Linked DNA regions of Mus musculus: regions 1 and 3 are each linked to region 2. Evidence: chromatin contacts called from public HiChIP or PLAC-seq and promoter capture Hi-C data. All regions are on one chromosome and are shown on one strand. The core of a region is the stretch at or near the end of the contact, and the rest is flanking DNA. Distances in the headings are between cores, read along the strand shown.

The links. Promoter capture Hi-C pulls out the DNA fragments that hold promoters and counts their contacts. HiChIP or PLAC-seq counts read pairs in DNA pulled down with a chosen protein or histone mark.
Region 1: an H3K4me3 HiChIP or PLAC-seq map of neural tube shows a contact between it and region 2, with 3 times the contacts expected there. The contact joins the enhancer-like site here to the promoter of Pknox2 in region 2. A contact is called at or near these places in 4 of 39 promoter capture datasets (the HPC-7 cell line, embryonic stem cells, second pharyngeal arch cranial neural crest and 1 more) and 2 of 115 datasets of contacts at active chromatin or transcription factors (embryonic hindbrain and neural tube).
Region 3: a promoter capture Hi-C map of embryonic stem cells shows a contact between it and region 2, with 5 times the contacts expected there. The contact joins the promoter of Robo3 here to the promoter of Pknox2 in region 2. A contact is called at or near these places in 4 of 39 promoter capture datasets (embryonic stem cells, liver and pre-B cells), 1 of 484 Hi-C or Micro-C datasets (embryonic stem cells) and 1 of 9 other capture datasets (liver).

What each region holds. Positions count from the first base shown.
Region 1 is chr9:36,863,513-36,867,156 of GRCm38.p6, forward strand. Fez1 (fasciculation and elongation protein zeta 1 (zygin I)) reads left to right here. Exons shown (of 10, transcript NM_183171.5): 5 at 1-153. Among named protein-coding and RNA genes, the nearest start is that of Fez1, 33 kb to the left of the region's middle. Within about 2 kb of position 2,094, at least 41 of the 459 cell types and tissues checked have an H3K27ac peak or open chromatin away from gene starts, as enhancers often do. A contact at or near this core is called in neural tube, where this site is marked.
Region 2 is chr9:37,145,140-37,148,837 of GRCm38.p6, forward strand. It overlaps Pknox2 (Pbx/knotted 1 homeobox 2), which reads right to left and starts at 2,183. Exons shown (of 13, transcript NM_001029838.2): 1 at 2,102-2,183.
Region 3 is chr9:37,430,706-37,434,424 of GRCm38.p6, forward strand. Robo3 (roundabout guidance receptor 3) reads right to left here and starts at 2,470. Exons shown (of 28, transcript NM_001164767.1): 1 at 2,137-2,470. The coding sequence starts at 2,296.

The sequences.
Region 1 (3,644 bases), core at 844-3,343, 280 kb before region 2:
AAGAAATGATGCAGAACTCTCCAGATCCTGAAGAGGAAGAGGAGGTGCTAGAAGAGGAGGATGGAGGAGAAATCTCATCCCAGGCAGATTCAGTCCTGCTACAAGAGATGCAGGCCTTGACACAGACCTTCAACAACAACTGGTCCTATGAAGGTGAGGGCCCTGGGCCAGGTTCACTAAGCACCAAATGATTCCTTAGTGTCAGATACTGGGATGTTTTGTTTTGTTTTGTTTTGTTTTGTTTTGTTTTGTTTTGTTTTGTTTTGTTGGACAGGATCTCACTATATGAAGCCCTGACTGGTCTGGAACTCACTATGTAGACCAGTTTGGCCTTGACCTCACAGAGATCTGCCTGCCTGAGATTATAAAAGATTATGCCACCGTGACTGTGCCCTGCCCAGTTACTGTTTACATATGGCTATTAGACCTTGATCTCTGCTCTAACACAGACGTCTGCCAATCCAAGAGAAAGGCAGCAAGTTCCCAATTTGGTATCTGAAGAAAAGTCAGCATTTATGAGGGGAGGGGGGCGGGGAGAAGGAAGAATAAAATTTAAATGCTAAACAAGACTAAAGGACTGAACCACTGCCCAAATGCAATCAATGGTGCTATCATAAAACCAATGGACACACACACACACACACACACACCCATATATGGTAGGATAGGGGCTATAGTTCTGTGGCAGCGCATTTGCCTTGCATTCATGATAACTTAGTATCCTAGGTATAAGCTCCAGTATCCTCTGTGTGAGAGAGAGAGGGAGAGAGAGAGAGAGAGAGAGAGAGAGAGAGAGAGAGCTAGCAGTCTGCAGTCTTAGTGTTCTTTATGTACCATCCTCAAACCAACTTCACACCATGCCCCTCCCTGCAGACTGAGCTATCTTCTGGAGGTTAAGTGACTTATCCAAGTCCACAATTGGAGAAATAGAATTATAAACAATATCTCCTTGCCATTCAGAAAATCCTTTCCACAAAAAAATATGAGTAAGCATTAAATGAGAACAGGCTGCACATCCCAGGCAAGTCTCTAAAGGACAGCAAAGACTGAAAGGAATTGTACTCTTGTTATAAGTAAGTGGAGAGAACCCATTACCTTAAGTAGGCTTGGCAATTTGGAGTCAGGAGTCTATGCTTCCAGAACAGTGAGGGGTTAGGTCTTATCTTCCTTTATGGTTATATTTTGAAGCAGTGGCTCTCAGATCCCTGAAGAAACCCTTCCTGAACTGTGGGGATGGGAGGGTGCTTATTTAGCTATTAAAATTTTTATATGTATTTGAAAAGGACAGACAGAGAAACTCTAAGAGAAAGGTAATATGGAGAAGAAAACTCTCTGTCTCTGTCTCTGTCTCTGTCTGTCTGTCTGTCTGTCTGTCTGTCTGTCTCTCTCTCTCTCTCTCTCTCTCTCTCTCTGTGTCTGTCTGTCTGTCTCTCTCTCTCTCTCTCTCTCTCTCTCTCTGTGTGTGTGTGTGTGTGTGTGTGATGTTTAGGGCTGGGAATTAAACACAGATCCTTAGGCTATCGTGCACTCTATCACACTAGCTATACCCTAACATACTAGCATACACTCTAACACTGAGCTATACCCTCAGCCATCTTCCTTTTACTTTCAGTGTGGAGAGTGAAGATCTCATTTTCAATTTACACTTTTCCTATACATTATCAGGGGCAGTGCAGATAGCACTTGAAACCAGGGAAATTAACTCCAGAGTCCAGTCTTTTAATGCCTGTCTCACATTACCTCTCTAGCACAGATTTATAGTAATGACTATACAAAGGCTGGGCTGGATGAAGCGTGAAATGAAAATGCAATAAAAAATCAGCAGGTGTCTTAGGGATGCCTGTGCATGCTGAACTGCAAGAGGAAGCCTGCTTTTGCAGAGATGTTACTATGAAGTAGAGTGGGTAGTGGGGCTGCAAAAGAAGGTGTGTTTGTCAGGGTAACTCAGTCCAACTTTTACATGGAAGTGGCAAAAACTGAGACAGTGGAGCACCACATCCTGAAAGCAAAGCTGCCTGGCCCTAAGGAGATGAGGCAGGCAAGGCTGTGCCACTGCAGGAAGCCAATGGGATGATAGAGTGGGTTTGGCTGCCTGGCTGAATTCATCACCCGCCCAGTCAGGCCATTCTCAGGCACACAAAGGGCCCAAACATAGAAACACTCAGCAAAGCAAAGCGAAATGGCAAAAAACAGAAGGAGGAGGACAGCTTCAAAGAGCAAAACAAAGCAGGAAGTGCCAACTGAGTCATCAGATACCCAGGCTAGGCAGAAAAGAGAAGGAAGAGTGAGAAATAAAAGGTGCTCCTTAAATCTATTCTATGTATTAATATGCTTAATTGGTATGTGGCAAATTTATGTGTTTATGGGCTGCAGTGTCATTTGAAACATTTTAATACATTTAATATTGTATACAGTGTAATGAAAATATCCAGGTGACTGGCTTCTCTGTCATCTAATTCAAAGTAATTTCTTTCTTTCTTTCTTTCTTTCTTTCTTTCTTTCTTTCTTTCTTTCTTTCTTTCTTTCTTTCTTCCTTCCTTCCTTCCTTCCTTCCTTCCTTCCTTTCTTTCTTTCTTTCTTTCTATTTATTTATTATTATACATAAGTACATTGTAGCTGACTTCAGACACACCAGAAGAGGGCGTTAGATCTCATTACGGGTGGTTGTGAGCCACCATGTGGTTGCTGGGATTTGAACTCAGGACCTTTGGAAGAGCAGTCAGTGCTCTTACCCACTGAGCCATCTCTCCAGGCCAAGTCATTTCTTTCTAGTGGGGTTTCTCTCCCTCTCCCTCTCTCCTTTCCCCTCCCCTCCCCCTCCCCCTCTCTGTCTCTCTGTCTCTCTCTCCCTCTCTCTCTCCCTCTCTTTCTCCCTCTCTCTCCCCCCTCCCTCTCCCCCTCCCCCTCCTCTGTCTCTCTGTCTCTCTCTGTCTCTCCTTCACTCTGTATTGCTAGGGGTTACACCCAGGGCTTCCTCCATGCTAAGTAAATGTTCTGCCACTGACTGCATACTCAGACATGTGTCAGGAAGATTTACAATCCTTTCTGTTCACTGGATGTGGTAGCACATACCTACCAGCATTTAGGAGATGTAGGCAGGAGAGAGAGCTAGAGGTTATCCTTGGCCACATATTGAGACCTTGTCTCAGAAAACAAAATAGCAAGGGTGGGAAAGATGGCTCAGCATTTAAACGCATTGGTTGATCTTGCAAAGGACCCAATTTCAATTCTCAGCACCTACATGGCTACTTATACTTACCATTTGTAAGTCCATTTCCAGGAGATCTGATGCCCTCTTCTGGCCTCTGTGGGGTACCATTTCCACACAAGTACAAGGTACACAGGCATACATGTAGGTAAAACACACATACGTGGTATTAAAAAAATGTTCTCTATCGCTTCCTTCCTTCCTTCATTTCTTTTGTAGGAGTACTTACTATGTAGATCTGGCAGTCCTGAAACGCTCTAATATAAACCTATCTTTGAACTCACGGAGCTTAACTTGCCTCTGCCACCCGAGTGCTAGCATTAAAGTCATGTGCTATCATGCCTGGCTCTCCTACCCTTTTTGAAATACTCAACTGATGGTGATCTAAATCTATTCTATATCACTCAGCCCTAAGAGACAAAATGTTAAAGGTATC
Region 2 (3,698 bases), core at 933-3,432:
TAACATATGTGAGGGTAAGGAAACCCCGAACTTCCTCCTCCCTCTAGGATAGAACCTTGCCGGTATGGGCCGGCCTGTGCGCTCTTCGACATTGCCCTGGACGAAGCAAGCATCGCTTGCAGATAAACAGGCGGCAGATCCGATGAGGACTCCGGAGTTCGGGAATGTCTTTCCTTTGGCGGCAGCCACGATTCCTTAAGCCCCAGTAGCACCTCTCTACTAGTGGCCCCCTTGCCTGCGTCGCCTACCACTGTCCCGGCGGGCCACCAGCAACCACCCCGCCACGCTGAGGCCACAGACCGCAAGTGACTCCCAGAGCCTGCTGACTCTGCAGGGCCAGCTCCTTGGCTCCACTCGGACCCGGATGATGCTACCCGGTCACTTCGTACTGAATCACTATTTTTGTGTACCTTCCAGAGTCTTTCTCCTAGGTTTCAGCCCTGTGCACCCAGATCCTCTCATCCGCAAGATTCGCTTTAGGGGGAGAAGCAGCAGACGTTCGGGGCTCGCTCACCACGGCTGGAATCAACTACTTTTCTTGCCTACATAAAAGCTTTTCCTCCCACACGCTGTAAGAACCTGGACGCGCAATTCTTCCTACATTTCAATATCCTGATCCCGAGTGTCAGTTCTAAAACAACGTCACCGGCTCCGGAGTCAAGCCTCGGAGGTAATCGGGGCCCCGGCGCCTAACTCCAGCCCTCTGTCTTTGCCGGCATGTAAACTACACAGCGGCCCATCTGTCCCTATTCTGAAAACAGCTTGATTCCTGCAACCCAAACTCTAGCCTGCTCCAAAACCCAGCCCTCCTTTAAGGGGCTGATCCGCATCCCCCTCCCACTCCCAACCCGCGTCTTCCGACCGCGCGGGAACCCTGGCTGCCCTGTGAAGGACTCTCCAGACAGCGCGGCCCACTGCGCTCGTTTCTTCCTTGGCTTTGGAAGCCAGCCTAACCCGAAAGAAACAGAAACTTCGCGCGGCACATTCAGGACCCTGCCCCATCCCCATCGGCTTTCTTCTCGGGACGCTTTCCGTGCCCACCTCCCCCCCTTTTACGAATTTATCTTCTAGCTCTTCGCCAAGGACCCCTAATCCTCCCCTCCCCGCCCAAAAGACCCAACAATACGTAGAGAGCCAGTGACCCTACAAATTCTCCTCCTACTCCTAGTTAGAGTCCCTGAGCGTCGCCCCTCGGGTTCTGGTTTCTCTGACTAACACCTCCCCCCCCCCCATACACACACACATACATACACACACACACACACATGTTCCCCTGTCCCCACTGATCCTCCGGTAAACCTCTACTCTCCCTGCCTCCCCGGGCCGGGCAGGACGCGGCCGCCACTGCTTGACTCCAGCCACCCGGCCGCAGGCTAGGGCTGCTCCCGCTTCCAACCACTCGAAGGCAGCTCGGGGCTGGTGACACCTAGGAAGCTCCAGCCACAGGGCTCCTGGAGCCCGGGAAAGGAGAACCGAAGCCCGCCCGCAGTTCCCAGCCTCGCCCCCACCGAGCGCCTAGCCAGGAGCCGCCTGCGCAGGGACTCCGGCCGACGCGCTCGTCCCTGGGCTCGAGTCCCGGGAAGCTCCGGGTGCACGGCTTCCAGCCCGCCCGCTACAGGCTCTAGGGCCGCTGCGCTCTGAGTCCGCTGCCCAGCTGCTTGCGACCGCAAACAATGCACGCCCGGCCCTGGGCCAGAGGGGAGCGGGGCGAGGCGGCGGCAGCGAGGCGGGCACGGAGCTGCGCACCGGCCGGGTCCGGGAGCGGGTGGGCCGCGCGCTTCTCGCCGCCTCCTCGCCCAGCCTCGCCTCCCCTCGCGCGGCTTCGCTCCGCGCTCTCCCGGCGCTTCCCCAGCTTCTCTCTGCACGCTCCCGCCGTCCCTCTCTGCTCCCTGCCTCCCTCCTCCCTGCTGCCTCCCTCTCTCTCCTCCCTGCTGCCTCCCTCTCTCCCTCTCTCCTCCTTGCCCTGTCGCAATGAATAATACTCTGGCTTGGGGACTGGAATAAAACACACGCGCTCTGAGGCAGCCGCCCGCAGCAGCAGCCGCCGCCGCCGCCGCCGCCTGCAAAAGCGTCTCTGACATGGAAATGAATGACAGCTTACCTGATGCCAATCTTCATCAGACTGACACCGGCGTGACAACACAGCCTATACTTCCCAGCACTGCTCGGGACGTCAGCGGCACAGGGACCCGCCCCCCGGACTCCCTCCCCCCCCCTCCCCGCGCGCGCACACCTCCCCTCTCCCCACTCCCCCTTTCTCCCCCCCCCCCATAGCCCCCACCCACTCCTGGACCCGGCCGCTTCCCAGGCGAGGAGCTGCTAGAGTGTCTCCCTCTACTGGAGGCTCGGCTCAGACATCAGGCTCTGGCCTGCTTGCTGCTGGAGAGAGGCAGCAGGCGCCCAGACCTGGGGGTTGCCTGACAGAGGTGATGCAGTGAACCCCAGAAATGCAGGCGCACCCCTACCCGGTGTCCTCCTTAGCGATCAACTGGTGACGAGTTCCAAGACACCAGGTGCTGAAGAGATTGAGAGGAGGTGAAATTTTCTGTGTACCTCAAGAGAACCCCAAGAAAATAGGAATCTTCAAACTGGCAAGAAACGTTCTCTCCATCACACCCCCACCCCATTCCTGCCCGGCTGGCCTCATTTTTATGATTGCATTTGAATAATTCTCATTACCTTGGCCCCAGCAAAGGTGCTCAGGTGGTTAGTTATCCCTGGTCTCAAGAGCTTTTTTTTTTCCCCCTGCTGTAGGCTTCCTCTGACGCTTGGTTCATCCGAGGGTTGATGGGGTGGTTCAGGGGCAAGATAACAAGGGAAAGAGCCTTATCAGAAGCTATCCCTTGGCAAATGTCAGGCAAGTGCTTGGAAGCCACTGCTGTTTCATTCTTAAAACTGCTTAGCCAGCCAGTGTGTCCCGGAGGCTGGGCACCGTAAGGTGAGGGGAGTACTGTTTCAGCTTGGGCTTGCTGGGGTGGTCCAATCTGTTCCATACACCAAACAGGCTCCTCACCCAAGTCACTTCTACAATGAAAAGCCAAATCAAGCCAGTGCAACCATGCATGTCTCCATTTAGTCAACAAAGATGACTTTCCTACTGAGTGCCAAGTATAGGCTCAGCCACTCAGGATGCAGACTGGCTCAGCTCCTACACAGAGGACCAGAGAATCCCTTCTGCCCCCCTTGAGAAGCGGTTTCAGGCCACAGGCAGGTGACAATGAATCCTGTGACTCTCACACCAGGAAAGGAGCCTGGCTGAAGCCTAAACAAAGTCACTGAAAGTTAAGGAAAAGCTAAGAGGGAATCCAGACAGTCAGGTTCCCAGAAAAGGATCTAACCCCAGCAGAGGGAGGTTACCCTTTGCTCCATTCCAAGCCTCTGGGTCATTCCTCCCCTGCCTCGGATTCCGGCAAAAATGAGAAGTATCATTAGATCCAAAGGCTCAGAGACGTCTGCATCACATTCCAGATGTGCTCTTTATCCAGGTCCTGCCAGCAACTCCACATTCACCTGCAATGTTCCTGTGGGACGGGGAGGGGGCTTTCACCTATAGATCCACTGCTACAGATGGGGTTGAAACATCTTCCCATGGACTCCCTAAAGACTTTCACTAGGTAGAGTTATGTCACCCCAACCTCTGATCTGTGGTCAAAGACTGTGGCTCCTGACAGCATAATTGCTAGTATATATTTCACATT
Region 3 (3,719 bases), core at 1,220-3,719, 290 kb after region 2:
GCTCTCAGTCAGACCTATTCGCTTCTGCCAGTAGGCGGCGCTGAAGCCTTGCACAATCTGGTGTCCTTAAATAACCAGTGACTCTTGGGCGCATCTGTTCTGCGGCTCTCTCTCGCCCCCACCCCGCCTACCCTGTTCCAATATCCTCAGAGACCTCTTGGTTCTAGGCCCAGTGGGGGATTAGGTTTCGTTTCTTGCCCTTCCTTTTAAGAGTTCTGGTATAGAGAATGCTGGGGCGTGGCGGGTGCAGGCTCCACCCTGGTCGTTGATTTGATTGCTCAGTGTAAAATCAGTTTCTCTCCCACGTATGGAAGAGAATAAACTTCTCAGTCTTTTCCCTTCCAGATAGATGGAAGGATGTCTGCTGCTCAAGCATCTCTTTCCTCCGTCCCATCCCAATCCTGTTTTGGAAACACTCCACTGAGAGAGGCCCCTGGAATGGTTAGAGCCCAGGTTTTGGCTTCGAAATGCTCTGAGCTAGAATCTCAGATTTGACACTTCCCAGAGTTAGTAAGCTGGACATCTTATTTAACTGCAGCCCGTTGGTGGCCCATGCCTGTAAGCCCACTGCTCTGGGTGTGGAGGCGTCTAAGTTACATAGTTAGGCTAGGTCTCAAAAAACAAAAAGGTTCAGGTCTCTAAATTTCACTTCCTTATCTGCAATGTGGGAGTTCAAAACCCCCAAAAAGATGCAAGGCACAACAGTAGCTATGACAAGTTTACCATTACTTAATATCCTTTCTTCTCCAGCACTTTAATGTGGTTCCTACAGTCTCTACCTGAATGAGACTTTAGGCTCTAGTATTTCTAAACCCATCCCATCTCCACTTCAAAAACCTCTCATATGTGATAAAAATACACTTTAAGTTCCCTGCTGCCAAGATCTTGCTCTATGCTTTTGTGGTCACTGCCCTATTCTTTATCCTCCATAGCTGTTTTTTTGTTTTGTTTTCCCTAGTGGCAGTGTGTAGTGACCAACAACCATCGTCCCTCCCTGACTTTTCAAGCTTAAATGAAAAGATAGATGTCTGGTATAAAGCTCTAGGTGAGTAAAAAATCCGAGAAAATAACTGCTTGGTCTCTTGGGACTCCTCAAAGGTGGCAAGACTGGAGAATCTCAGCCCTCTTCAAACTCCTTCCACACAACACCCTTCTGATCCACGCTTTCCCTCTAATTCCTGCAGACACAGCCGAGGGCTCTCTTTCCCTGGAATTTCTTCCCTGTCATTCCTGGTCTCCAGAGATGCTTCGACAGCAGCCTAATGAATAGCTAATGGCCATGCAAATAGGGCTCTGGGGCTCCTCCCTTGCACCTGAGTACGGGGGGGGGGGGGAGAGAGAGAGAGAACGAGAGAGAGAGAGAGAGAGAGAGAGAGAGAGAGAGAGAGAGAGAGAGAGAGAGAATCCTTTCATCTTTTAGAGACTGCAAAGGTGGACCATGTCCAGAGTCCGGGGCCCTAGCCTAAGTTGGGCAGAGGCTTCCAGAGGGAGAGTTCCTGACGTAGCCAGCAGGGAGCGCGATCAGGCCTCTCTCCAGACTGCCTGCAGCGCTCAGGGGGGGCAGCGCTGTCTCAAGTTATTTATTAATCACTGTAATTAGCAGTAACGACCTCGCCATCGCTCTGCCAGGCTGGGTCAGCTGTGAGTCTCACTGGGGATACAAACTTAATACTAAGTTTCCTTGAGAAGATTGCTGACTTTGACCCTCCGCGTAAAAACACCTACAAAGTTGGGGGCTTTCCCACCCTTGCTCTGAGTGAGGTTTTTGAAAACTTTAGGTCCTGGAAGTGGCATCTGCTACTTGGGTGGATCACCTAGTGCCCGGTTTAGCCTTGGCCGACTGGCGACATCGTGCCCTGGTCTAACCTTCCTTCTTAGCTTGGAACTTGCCCTTTACATTTCTCCCACCTGGGGTGGGTGTGGTAGGTGGATAGTAGGAGAGATGAGGAGAAAGGGGCTCAGCAGCCCTCCACCACAGGCAAATACACCAACTCAGACGCTCCTTTGGGACCCCACTTCCCAGGAGGGCCCTGACAGGCGCCCCTGGGTCCTGGAAAAGGAGACCTTCCGTCTTCCCTTCCAAGCAGCCCTCTCATCCCGATCTCCAAATCTAAGGTCCCCATCGAACAGTCTCACCATTGAGAGAGGGATCTCCAGGAGGAAGCAGACTAGGGTTGAGCGCTGCCAGCGAGGAGTTGAAGCCGAAGAGTAGCTCGCTGGAGTTGGAGATGTCCCTGGCCAGGGAGTCCGCGAACAAGTTCATCTGTAGTAGTGTTTTAAGCAGGTAGCGCAGCATAGCGCAGCCCGCCTGGGTCTTGGGCAGGGGCCTCGGAGCCCAGCCCTTGGGTCTGGGACCCGCGGGCCGGGAGCCGTAAGCCCCTCCACAGCCTTTGCGCGCTGCGGCAGCCACGATGCCGCTGTCCTGCAGGCGTGCCTGGGTACCGGCCGTGCCTCTGCGCGGGCTGTCCTCCTTCGCTGGTTCTTCTCTCCACCCCCCCCCCCCCCAGTGCCAGAATCCCCTGGGAGCTGGGCGGGCGGAAAGCAGGTGCCACTCGGATCACGCCGTAATTAAGGGCTTAATCCGCCTTCCTCCATATCCCCACCTCCACCAGGATGGCCACTAACAGGGCCGCGCGCAAGTTAGAGTCCCCGCCCCACACTCCTCTCATCAAATGTTGCTCTGAACCTGGCGGGAGAGTCTCTCTCTCTCTCTCTCTCTCTCTCTCTCTCTCTCTCTCTCTCTCTCTCTCTCTCTCTCTCTCTCTCCCCCAAGACGCGGACTGAGCCTCTGTCAGACTCAGCCCTTCTTTCTAAAATTATAGCAGGAATTATTTCCTTTCTCGGACGTCAGGGAAACTGAGGCATTGGGAGAGCAGACACTGTTGAGCTCTCAATGTCCCAGCTTCCAGTGCCTTTCAAATTCTGGGTCCTGGAAACGTGAGCGCAGGGTGCTAGGATACCTGGGAGTGGGGGTGGAGGGGAAGAAGAGAATTCCACCGCTGGATCACCTCTCGCCCCACGTGCGCGTCCGATTCCTCCTAATCCTGTGGCTTGCCACTAGGAACCCACAGGGATACAGAGATCCAACTTGACCTGGAGTCCTGCTCCAGATGCGCCCCCCCCCCCGCCCCGTCAGGAAATCCTGCCGGGTGCTCAGAACTGAGTAAAATTGGAGGAGACCCCGAGAATCCAGGCAGCACGCACCTATTAGCATAGTGCATTGCTCCACTATGACGTGTTTTAGGAAGTTGTTTGACAGTTTTGAAGAGACCAAAAGTCTAGAACAAAGGAAGCAAAGTGTCACAGACCGGGTGAATGCCAAATTGTGTGAAACTGCTGGAACCAGATAACAGCTGTTTATCCTCCCGGTCGGGGTGAGGTGGGGTGGGGTGTGCAACAGGAAAACCAAAGCCCCGGTTCTGTCTCGAATAGGGGTTATTTTAGCCTTGGAGATGTTGCAGCCAACCATCTTTGCTTTTGCCCCTCTCCTGCACACACTTTCTCTAGACTGGAAATGATGTTGAATGTGGAGCAAGAGACCGTGGCTTTCCCATCCTGTAGGTTCTGTGGACAAGTAAGTGTTTGGATTGCTCTTAGGCTATGTAATCGTGCAGCGGCTGCTTCTGATATGTAAGGGGACACCTGCACAGGAAGACAGCTCAGAGCGCTATATGCTACTCAATTCCAGGGTGGAAGATGAAGCTGTGGCAGATTCCAAA